2 separate regions of the Hordeum vulgare genome follow, and region 2 is linked to region 1. A link is a contact called in public Hi-C data. All regions are on one chromosome and are shown on one strand. The core of a region is the stretch at or near the end of the contact, and the rest is flanking DNA. Distances in the headings are between cores, read along the strand shown.

What was found. Hi-C and Micro-C count contacts between places; a contact is called where the count stands out from the background.
Region 2: a Hi-C map of seedling shows a contact between it and region 1, with 4 times the contacts expected there. The contact joins the enhancer-like site here to the promoter of LOC123426959 in region 1. A contact is called at or near these places in 2 of 6 Hi-C or Micro-C datasets (leaf and seedling).

Annotation. Positions count from the first base shown.
Region 1 is chr2H:517,714,866-517,720,770 of MorexV3_pseudomolecules_assembly, forward strand. LOC123426959 reads right to left here and starts at 2,308. Exons shown (of 21, transcript XM_045110880.1): 1 at 2,141-2,308; 2 at 1,970-2,042; 3 at 815-937; 4 at 541-710. The coding sequence starts at 2,227.
Region 2 is chr2H:518,382,900-518,388,804 of MorexV3_pseudomolecules_assembly, forward strand. No RefSeq gene overlaps it. Among protein-coding and RNA genes, the nearest start is that of LOC123430394, 29 kb to the right of the region's middle. Within about 2 kb of position 3,067, at least 3 of the 3 cell types and tissues checked have open chromatin away from gene starts, as enhancers often do. A contact at or near this core is called in leaf and seedling, where this site is marked.

The DNA.
Region 1 (5,905 bases), core at 1,058-3,557:
GCTTATACTACTTAGAAGAGACTCCAGGGTCCGTGAAACAAAATAGATACTAGACAATTGTGGGCTAAACCAAAATGAAGGAATGTTTGGTGCTTCATTGTTTGGAGCACATTAAAAATTATCACCTATCATCAAGTTTTCAACAAATAGAGTTTTGATTTATATTTGCATATGCAGTCAATAAGCAGCTACATTATGGTTCGCAAAAAATGGGAAGTTTAGTGCTTCATTCATTGTTTGGAGCACCTCAATGAATTGTCACTGATCATCAAATTTTGTAGAAATGGTGCTTCAATTTATATTTGCAGATGCAGTCAATACCAATAAGCAGGCTAGTACATTATGGTTCATGAAGAAAAAAGAACATCACATTATCAAGACTCAGTGTGCACCCTGTGCATATAAGGGTGATGCAAAAGGCTAAATATAGTATCTTCATTGTTGTTCAAATAAATGTTCTGGTCGTCCCAGCAGCACATTCGGTCACAGAGGGGATGTGTGTGTGTGTGTGTGGGGGGGGGGGGGGGGGGGGGGGTTTACCTCTTTCAAAGATGGGAATACAAGAGACTGCAGTAAACTGTACAACGAGTCACGAACCACCTTGTCACTGTCGCATATCCGTTCCTGCAGCTTCTCAATCATAGCAACCTTGTGCAGTTTAAGCTCTGCTGGATGCTTGGTGACAAGATCCTTTATTCCATTCATTGCAGCTACAACAAGAACAACATTAAGAAGCGTATTTCCAGTGAGCTGCTGTGCACACAGCGTATTGGGCATCGCAATGCGCCGGGGCAGAGGGTAAGGGGCAACTCACCTCGCCGCACTTTGGGATTGTAGTGCACCGTCTGCTGCAGGAGCTCCCGCAGCGTGAGCCCGCGCTTGTTCACCGCCATGCCCGACCTCTCCGACGCCATGGTCTGCTCTGGCAACACGATCACTGCACGCAAACAAGCACAAAAAAGGTAACCCCAGTTAAGCGCCTCCACACACGTCAGAACCAAGTTACTGTTAGCAATGTAGCTCGACTAAACCTGAGAATGGTTTCATACTTGAACCATACCCAGACATTTATCTCTCAAAACCATATTTGAACCATGACCATTTAATGCCCAGTTCTTTTGCCAGAATCTGGGGATTCTCCCAGAATCCGACCCCTCCCCAGCTTCTCCCAGAATCTTTGACCCCCATTTGTTTTACAATCCTAGCTAATTAGACCCTAACTAGATAGGATTGTAAAATAAATGAGGCTCCAAGATTCTGGGAGAAGCTGGGGAGGGGTCAGATTCTGGGAGAATCCCCAGATTCTGACAAAAGAACTGGGCAATGTCATTTTCAGCCCAACCAAAAGTGAACCCATTATTATTTTCACCCAAACCAATTTAAACCCAATACATAACCATGGGTTTAAACCCAGTACATAACTATGGGTTTGCTTCAATGTACATATGATTGCACAAATTGACATGTTAAAAAGCAAGGGTAAAAAGCAAATGAGATAGAAAAAGGCATAAGTGTATCTACAATAGTTTGGGAACAAAGTTATCCTTGAAATACAGTCAGCATACAACAAGAGGCAAAAAGAAAATGCCCACGGCTGAAAAGCTCACTGACAAGTGTATTAAAACCAAATTGCTTAGCCAAAGCATAAGCAAACACTTCCGATTTTCATGTGGTATTTCTCCATAATACATAATTACATAGTGCATTACAGCATGCATGCGGATCAAAGATACTCGTTCTCGATCGTCATTGGTTATTGCACATAACCAATGCTTAGAAACCAATTTGGACCCATAGTTTATAACAGCTAATAACCAAACTGTTTACATAACCAACTATATCCAAATTGCTCCACATACCCAAATCAAAACCAAACTAAAAAAAGGTCAGCCCAATCAAACCTAAAATAAGAACCGTACCGTTGCACCCAGTTTTTAAATAACCATTCTCAGGTTTAAGCTCGACTCACATTTGGACTTGATCTCCGTGTTGGTGGCGTTCTTGGGCGGCGGGAGCTTGCGCCCTACCTTGTGCTTGTACTTCTGCGAACCACCAAGAGCTTAAACGGTTAGTATCGGCGGTGGCTCCGAGCGGAGACTGGGGGTTGGGGAGCGCTTCAGGGGACGGTCGCGGTGCTTACCTTGAAGTCGACGCCGCCGCGCTGTTTCGGCTTGGACTTGGCCTTGGGCTTCTTCGACGCCGAGGCGCCGCCCGCTGGTCGCCCCATGGCGCGAGGGCGTTTCTCGCGGGTCGGTGGGGTTGGTCGGGGTCGGGGGCGGCGGCTGGGGGAGAAGGAGGCGGCGGCGGCGGCGGCGGCGGCGACGGAAGATATGCTAATTGCCAAGAAGTGTTGTATAGTAGTAGACGGGGACAGCGAGGACAAAGAAACGAGGCCCGGGTATAAGGCCCAGTTCGCCGGCCCTATTTGTAATACATGGGGCACACCCACCACGTACAATGGGCCAGCCCATATAGGGTCCTATTTTACGAAAGATTTTCAGCCACTGTTTTGTGAAGCTTCTACAGGCTTCCGGTCGGGGTTTTTTCCTGGTTACTGTTTTTGCATTTTATTTCCTTTTTATAAATTTATCATTTTCAAGTTAATGAACTTTTACCAAATTTGTGAACATTTTTCAAAAGCTTTTTTCTAAAATTCATATACTCCTTCCTATCCATATTGACCCGTTCGGCAGCCCTCCGCTCCAGGCGAGTGAGGAGCCGCTCCCGTGATCGCTAGCTTGAGCTCGGAACCGTTCGGTAGCGATCCGTGCCTCTGTTTCATGTGTAGTTGGGCTGCCGGCCCATTTCTTGTGGATGCAGCCTGCTAATAGCAGGAAGATGGATCCAGATTCTCTAAAAGAAATCAAAACAGATCTAGCACGTGGAGAGGTGTATGTTTGCTGGGGGTGGACTGAAATTCGGTATCTCGTCATCCAGTTTTGGCGGAGGAGAGATTAATTCGGACGGCAACTAACTTCGATCGATGTGGAGGTCTAGGGTTCGGGCGCCATGGCGAGGAGCTCGAACGGGAGAGAAAAGACACGAGTGAGATTCAACAGCGTCGTACATGTTCGTTATTACTTATCGGTGGCATCCACACGTAATTTCATGCCGCTCCTAATTTTCTGTCTTCGTGGAGCGGGACCAGGCTAGCTCTTCAAAATCAGCCTAATCGATGGAGCGCTCCATCTTTATCGATTCACGGAGCGCGACTCTTCGGGACAGCTCTACTGGCTCCGGCTGCGAAGCGAGGAGCTGGAGAGTTGCCGAACGGGCTCCTTTAGTACAAATTGTACTAAAGCAGCATCGACTAATTTATATTGAAGTGAGTACATTTTCACATTCGTGGATTTTTCCTAAATTGATAGAAAAATAGAACTCATCAACTTTTCTCAAATTCATAATTTTTAAAAATTCATTACTTTCAAATCGTTGTGTTTTTTCTAGAAACTCAAGTTTTTTTTCATGATTTTTCAGTTTTATTTTTAAACCAACAAATTCTATTGTTCAAAAGTGAACAATGAAGTGATCGATCGCATCTGAGCGATGAGCGGGCAAGCATGACAAGCGCAACCAAGCGACCACCACGTGAGCATAGACCGACAGCCTAATGGTCGAACCCAAGTGTCCCTCGTGTGCACGTGATAGTTTCCCAACCAGCGTTGATTTCCTTGTTTTGTTTTTCACTTTTGAACATTGTTTTTATTGTTAAGGAATGCGGTAGAGAGGTTGCCACCAAAATTTCGATTTCAAGAGGTCGTCGGATTCAAATTCACACAGAATTGAATTTGGATGTTTTGGTTGTACATCCACTAATATGGTTAGTTGGATCGCTTATTTTTTAAAATTGCTTTCAAACTTATATAAAAAAATGCATTTAAATAAAATTGTTTTGGTAGTCTTCATAGGGGTATCACAGTTCATAATATGTTCCTAACAGTTCTTATCGTTTTACATAAATCAATGACTAATATATTTTTTTGCTAGTTCCTAGAGTAGTCACATGCCACTACTATGGTGAATTCTTGTTGGTGTATAGAATGTTTAAAAAGCTTGAGTTACAAAACGCAATGATGAAGATATCTCTACTATTAAATGGGAATTGATATGTCGTTTGTTTCGTCTCACCTGTCCAAGGAATGAACAAAGATCTCACCCCATTGTATGTGTCGTGTGTGTGTGTGTATATATATATATATAGCATGGATTTGCTATCAACACTAGCTAGGGTGGTTGCTATCTGAACCCTTTGTTTGCATCGAGATCCGAACTTTTTTGTAGATAAGGTTTCTATTTATTGAATTTTGGATGATGTCAATTATCAAAGAGTCTTTCTATTTCTTGAACTTTTTTGTAAACAACAATTAACAACCGAATATATAGGAACTGAAAAAGAGGAAAGAGAAGGGATCAGATCCCAACACATAACGTGCAACACTGATTGCAGTCGCTTCAGCGCTATTTGTCACCTTGAGTGAGAAATAATTATTCTTCACCCCTTCCTATTTTAATATCAATGCACTGTATTTTTACGTTCCGTAAATTTTATCTTACTTAACACATAAAAAGGAAACGTAATAAAATACATAATCACCATAAAATTATTTTATGTTACGTATATTTATGAGTGTAAAATTATAGTGTAAAATGTACATAAAAAACAAATTTTCAGGTCTTTCGACCCATATTTTTTTATGTCAAATTTTAAGTTGTGAATCAATATGAATGTAACTATTTGTATATCATATGTAATTTATGTATGAAACAATCGTAAAATTACCTCAGATGAAAAATAACTTATTTTGCATCCTGGATGTTGACTAACCTATTAATTTATTGTCCACTGTCAGTTCATCTTTTCTGCTTGTTATTTGTTTCACAGGAAATCAGTATTTACAGAGGTCAAAATATGTTGCTGATTTAACATGACTTTTTTGGGCAACAAGAAACACTAAAACTTCACGAAGCGTCGAGAGGGGCCACCAACCAGCCACATGGGCACATGGCGCAACCAAGGGCTTAGTTGCGCCACATGTCCATGTGGGGCCCTTGGTTACCGCCTTGACCTGATTCCACCGTCATAATTCCATATAAGTACTCAAACCATCCATTGTACCTCTAGAAGAATTGTATCGCCGTCGCAAACATATGTTCCCAAGAAATTCCATTTGGAGCCATGTTCTCGAGTTCCGATGGGGTGGGAAGCCATTGCAGGAAGTCTCTTCATCAACCTTGTTGCATCCATGACCATGTATGGGTAGTTCCTATAGGACCTACAGATTCATAGTAGTAGCAAGATGGGTCTCTCTCTATTTTTGGATCTTCAACACCATATTCCCCTTCTTCCTTGTGTGGTTGGGATCAATACAATATAAATTTACAGCGTGTGTTGTTGGGACACAAAGAATTATGAGTTTATGATCAGATTATTCATTAAATCATATTAAATCTTTTGAAGTTTCTTTGTTGTATAATTAAATAGCTATATATGATTTCCCATCTACTTGTCTTCTCCATCCAAGATTGGTTGGTAGATCTTCAGAGAGAGTGGTGCATAGTAGTGGGTTCAACCTTGCGATGATTTCTATATCCCAGTGACAGAATGAGAACAAGACGCATATTTGTATTGTTGTCACTAATGATAAAATGACGGGGTTTAGTATTATTGCTAGATTTCTTCATGACTACATTGTGTCGTCTTGCTTAATGTGTTACTCCCTCCGTCCCAAAATAACTGTCTCAAGCTTAGTACAAATTTGTATTAGAGCTAGTACAAAGTTGAGACACTTATTTTGGGACGGAGGGAATACTATATTTCTTGTGAACTTAATACTTTGATATGCATGTTGGATATCGATCTTGTGTGGAGTAATAGTATAGGTGCAATCGGACTAATGGTCTACTT
Region 2 (5,905 bases), core at 1,817-4,316, 670 kb after region 1:
GACCACATACAGGTAAACCTGGCATACCCCGGACCGAACCGGGTTTCAGTCCGGGCTTGAGAAAGCCCGAACTAACAAACTCAGGCCTCGAGCCCGGCCCGGCTCGACCGTCGGGGCTAATAAATCGGGCCCGAGCCAGGAAAAGCCTGATAAAGCATGGTTGGTCCGGCCCGACCATGGCTAGAAATAGTTTTTTACAAGCCCGAGCCCGGCCCGGTGTGCTCGTTAGGCTCACTTTTCAAGCCCAAGTCCGGCCCGATGGCACGATCAGGCCCGGCTCGGGCCGAATTTTCAGGCTGGGTCGGATCGGGTCGGGTCGTCCGGGTTGGCTTGCCCATGCCCAGGTCTGTTATCTCACCAATCAATGACGGGGCTCTTTAAGTGTCAAGTGGAGTTGTCCATGTGAACAAGCCCAAACTTCTCGTTGACAATTCCCAAAAGCCTAATAGTGCGACACTTGAATAAGTGTCGAGCACCAGTTTATTGCTCCCTTTTGTAAAGAGGGCAAACACCGTAATTTGGCAAACCACGCCTTTCCAACCAATCAGCGGTCCAACATAAAACCAGCCGACCAAAAAGATCATAGTTCATCGGAAAATTCATACTGCAAACGACTTAAGCATAATTAAAATATGAACAAAACGGGGAAGGGCGGAGGAAATCACCATTTCCTTGCCGCCCACTTCCCCTTCCGGTCGTCCACGCGGTTGTGTCCCTCCTTCGTGTAGGCATCGACGTGCGGTGGAGCATCGTCGTCGCTGTCATCGGAGCCGGAGTTGCACAGCATGCTGGACAGCCTGCGGAGCAGGCGCTCCTGCTCCTCCGCGTGGTGGGTTGCTTTCACCTTCACCGCCGCCTCTTTCGCCGCCTCGTGCTCCGATAACTGCATGGCCAGTCGAAGCGCCTTGGCATTCTTGCGGCGTAGCCGACGCGCATCCGTCTCTGTCGTCGTTAGCCAGCGACGAAGAACGTCATCGGGGAGCGCATCCTCGGGGTCAACAGGCGCGCTTAGGTCGAGCGTCGCGCAGCGAGCGCCTCCCCCTCTCCCTAGCCCGTTGCCGCTCGCGACGGGCTGCACGTGCCCTGGATTTTGGCCTCCTCATGCACCCCGTCCCCGACGCGGGCACGAGGACCTAGCGGTGGCCGAGCACCGCTCTCGGAGCAGAAGGTGGTGGACGTGGGCGGCGTACTTGACCTAGAGAGGACCTCCCGGAGCAGGAGCGACCGAAGCTGCACGCCTCGCGGGAAGGGCATGCGACGTTGTCGGGCGCTGTGTCAACGTGCGACGGGCCCGGAGGATGCAGATCCACCACCATCGGCGCTCCTTTGGCGTGCGACGGGCCCGGAGGATGCAGATCCACCGTCGCTCGGGCCGTCTTGCGGAGGGCCACCTCCTCCACATCGATGTTCGACCCGTTGGAGTTGCTTCCGTCGCAAGCCATATAATCAGAACGTGGGGAGGGGAAGTGGAGTGGACGGAGAGTGAACTGCCGGATGTCTATGGTTTTCTCGATTCAGGTATTTAGTGGGGTACGTGGTGGGCCGGGCTGACGTGTCGATGGGGTCGATGGTGGGTCAGGCAGTCACGCGGGCGTGCCCGGGCTCCCTCATATCTACTCCATATTTGGTGTGAAAATGGAGGATGTCGGTCAGCCCGGACGTTTGATGTCCGTTTGGGGAGTCCGTCTGGATCGATTTTTCATGACTGGGCAGTGACCGGATGGTTTACACGAACGTTTAAAAAGAATTTAAGGGGTCGAGGCACTAACTGATTCGTATCTGATCTGTTTGCACCCCTAGTTTTAGATATTGATATGGTGCACAAGTCGACATTATAAAAGCCTTTTTACTGACGAATCTAATATTTCAGTTAATTATATGGCAAATGAATTATATCAATTACCAAATTTAAAGTTGCAAAAAAATACTACTCACTACTAAATGACATATAGTGCGACTGAACAGGGGCGTGAATCTAGCCACACAAATGGAAGGGTGAAGGAAATAAAGCCAAAAATTGCACGCATCATTAGATTTGTTTTGATTGATCGAGGCAATCCTTTAGATAATGAGATAATGTTGTTTTATCACGTTTGAGTCGCACATTAGCTTGAGTGTCCGTAATCAGTTCCAGAAGATGCCTGCATAACTTTTAGAAACCCTTTCGGGAGAGGGAAGGTATAACATGAGATCTGCAGGTGCAACTAACCCTTGTTGGTCTTTCTTTCTTTTCACCTTTATTGAACCAAAAGATACTATAGAAACGAAACATGCATGATCAGCAACATTGTAAGCAATACTGTTAGTCACACCGAACCTTCTTCAGCCACAAGGAAAGCTTACGCGGAAGATCTCACGGCCATACAATACTGGCAAACGCCGAGCCAGATGTCAGACTCAAAAATGTTCTTAACCCCCGGTTGACCAATAGGAGCCAAGAGATCCTGGATGTTGAAAGCTGAGGCCATGGCCATATGTCACACCAAGGCAAGGCAGGTACACATCTTGTTGGCCTTTTCATGTTTACTTATAGGTACTATTTTAGTACCAGGAAAAGTCCACCTTCACTTGGGAGAGGGACAAGCGATGGAGATCATCGCGCCCAGGTCGCACTTTGGCATGTGATGAAGTGCACCGTTTGAGGTTTGACCAACAGCGAGCACACCATGCTGAAGCCAAAGGCCGGATACACGAGGGAAGGGACGCGGAAGAATCGGCAGCCATCCATGTGACCCTGGGGCAAAGTCCATAGCGTGCGCGTGCGAAGGCAAGGCAGGGAGGGAGGCAGCCCAATCATTCGGCTGTCCGCCCGCACAGTCGGCCGATACGGTGTGAGCGAGTGAGAATCCTTCTCCAGGGAAAGATCTCGAACTGACAACGTTGTTTGGTTAAGAAAAGAAGGTCTCGTGCGTGGAGCGGGAAGGAAGAGAAGGGACGTGGGTCACGTGAGGTGGTACGCCCGCCTTGGATCCCTTTGTTGGTTTGTTTTTAGGATTTAAGAGAAGCGTGGCCGTGGGCAGTGTAACGTGGGAGGTCACTCACATTCACAAGTCGCATGAGATGCTGTGCTGCTCAAGTTACGTGTGGATGGAGCAGAGCAGCCCCTCTCCCGTCCCGTGTTGTGTGCGTACGGTGCCGGTGCCGGTGCCTGCAGCGCCAGGCCTCCCTGACTTGCTCCCTCTGTTTTTGTTTCCGGTTTGGCTGCCTCCGCATGCGTGTCCCCGAAAGGAGGAGGAATGTGTGTGTGTGTTGGTTGGGTTTGGCCAGTCAGATCTACGGACGGGATGGATCATGTCCGATTGCAGCTTGTTTGTTTGCGGAGGCAAGGCCGGCACCGAGAGACACACGTACGTGCACCGGTACACGATGCGTTGATGTTGGAACCGTGCGTACGGTACGTAGCAAAGTGCTCGGATCCGAGCAACATGTCCATCCATGTTGAGATGGAGGCCGAGGCGTGCAGGTGCAGCCATGCCCGTGCATGTGGCGCCATAAAGCCGCTCTGCTCTCGTGCGCTGCCACCGCCGTCATTGATTGGACCCCGGAGAGGAAGAGGAAGAGGGGGTCCGTCGTGACCCGGTTGAGTGAAAGATACGGCCGGCCTGCGCCCAGGAAAGATGTCCCAACACGAAACGCAGTGGAGTGTCCTCCCGTCCCAATCCCATGCTCCCCGTCCCCGTCCCCGTCCCCGGCATGGACGGGCAGGCACTTGGGTTGGGAGGACACAGGAACATGTTGTCTCTGCATCCACCGTTACATACGCCGCAGGGCAGGGATATTCCCCTTCCCCACCATCGCTGCTAGCCAGCCTGCAACAGCTGTTTTTCTTGCCTGGGGTGCAAAACCGGCGTTTGGCCGGGCTGCCTGCCACCGTAGTGAATAGCGAACGGCCCCTAGCCCATCTCTCTCTCTCTGGGTTATAGCGCACATCAGCCCGACGGCCCGACAATTTTTCCTAGATTCGTATTTTTAAAATATTTTTTTTTTTAAATCGTGCGTTCAAATCTTGAATTATTTTCATCGTTGGATTTCACGCGTCGAAATCTTTAAAATTAGATCACATGTTGATAGATTTTGACGAAAAAAAAGACCAGACTACGGAAGGAAAAATAAACACATTTTTTCATTTGCGTCGTGTCTCTCGCGGAAACAAATCCATGCCTCTCGCGAAAAAAAAAAAGACAACACGGCCGTGCTCTCGTAGAAGCAAAACCGTTCCTCTCGAGGAACGGAAAAAAGAAAACATGTTTGTTTTCTGTTTTCGCAAGGCATGGTCGTGCCTCTCGTGAAAAAAAGAGAGCCAACACGGCCGTGCCTCTCGTAGAAGCAAAACCGTTCCTCTTGAGAAAGGAAAAAAAGAAAACATGTTTTGTTTTCTGTTTTCGCGAGGCATGGCCGTGTCTCTCGCGGAAGCAAATTCGTGCATCTTGCGAAACCAAAACCGTACCTCTCGAGGAATAGAAAAAACTCGTTGTCTTTTTCGTTTTCGAGAGACACAGATGTGCCTCTCGCCGAAACAAATCCGTACCTCTCGTGCAAGAAAAGTCGTGATTTAAAAAAAACACATTTTTCATGCAGTTTTTAATTATTTGCATCCAAAAACTAAGAAGGACCGGTGAAAAACCAAACACAAAAAAAAGTCGGAATAAAAGTCATCTGAAAAGCCAAAAATATGTGCGAAAAAATATATAAATAAAATTCAAAAAAAACATTCAAAACGCGACACGTGTCAGCGGTTGAGAACACGCTAAGTGACAGCACGGAGGAGTGATCGTTGGGAAGCTCCCGAAGGAGCGTTCGTCAACTAGTTGCTCCCCAACAATGTGAATCCTCGTTTTCTTATTCTGAAAACCTTTTAGAAGGTTCCGGACTTCTGGTCCAGTTTTCTGTTTATTCTTTTTTTCAGTTGATCTGGAATTTTCCTTTTATCTTTTTTGAATGTATTTAAATGTTTGTGTTTTACAAAAATATTCCCAGTTTTTATTAGGCAAAAGCTTGTGTCTAGGCAAAGGATCGCACGTTGTACCTTATGACCTTATCTGTATGATGCGTGTTCTTTGCGTGCATTTTTATGTAACTTTTTCTTTAACATCATATGTGTTGTAAATTGCCTCCCACAACAATATTCATGTTCCACAAAATGAACACGAAAATAAGTGCAACTATTTTCTGCAACATTATTTATGTTGCAAAATTTGTTCCTCAACAACACCCGTGTTGTAAAAATAATGTAAAAACAAATCGGCAACATCATCTATGCTGCAAAAGATTTTTGTAACGTAAGCTTTCTTGCAAGGAACTATGCAACACTACTCTTTTATTGCAATGATGAGGACAGTTCTACATGTTGGATAGTTATAGATCTAACGGCTCTCTAGGCGGTGGATCTTAGCATAGCCCTTTTTATTAAATGTTCAGTTTCATAGAAAATGGTGATGTTTTCAAAATAATGATATTTTTTGGTTTTTACAAAATGATCATAATTCTAAAAAATGTATAAAACTTCTTTTTTTGAAAAAAATAATAATCTTCTGAATTACAAAAATTGTTCGCCAAATTAAAAATATGTTGGCCATAAGCAAATTTGTTTGACACTTCAGAAAATGTTTGTATTTTCGAAAATGTATTCAGTATTTCAAACAATGCCCATATATACAATCATTCTCGAAATTTATAAAACGTTTGCTACTCCCTCCATCCATACATACAAGGCCTAATGCATTTTTTAAGATTTTCTTTGACTATTGATAAGATTTATAGTACTCCCTCGGTTTCAATTTTTTTGTCTTAGCTTTGTCTAAAAATGAATGTATCTAAATACTAAAACTTGACTAGATACATTCATATCTAAACAAATTTAAGACAAGAATTTTGAGACGGAGGGAGTATGTGAGATGTATAATAT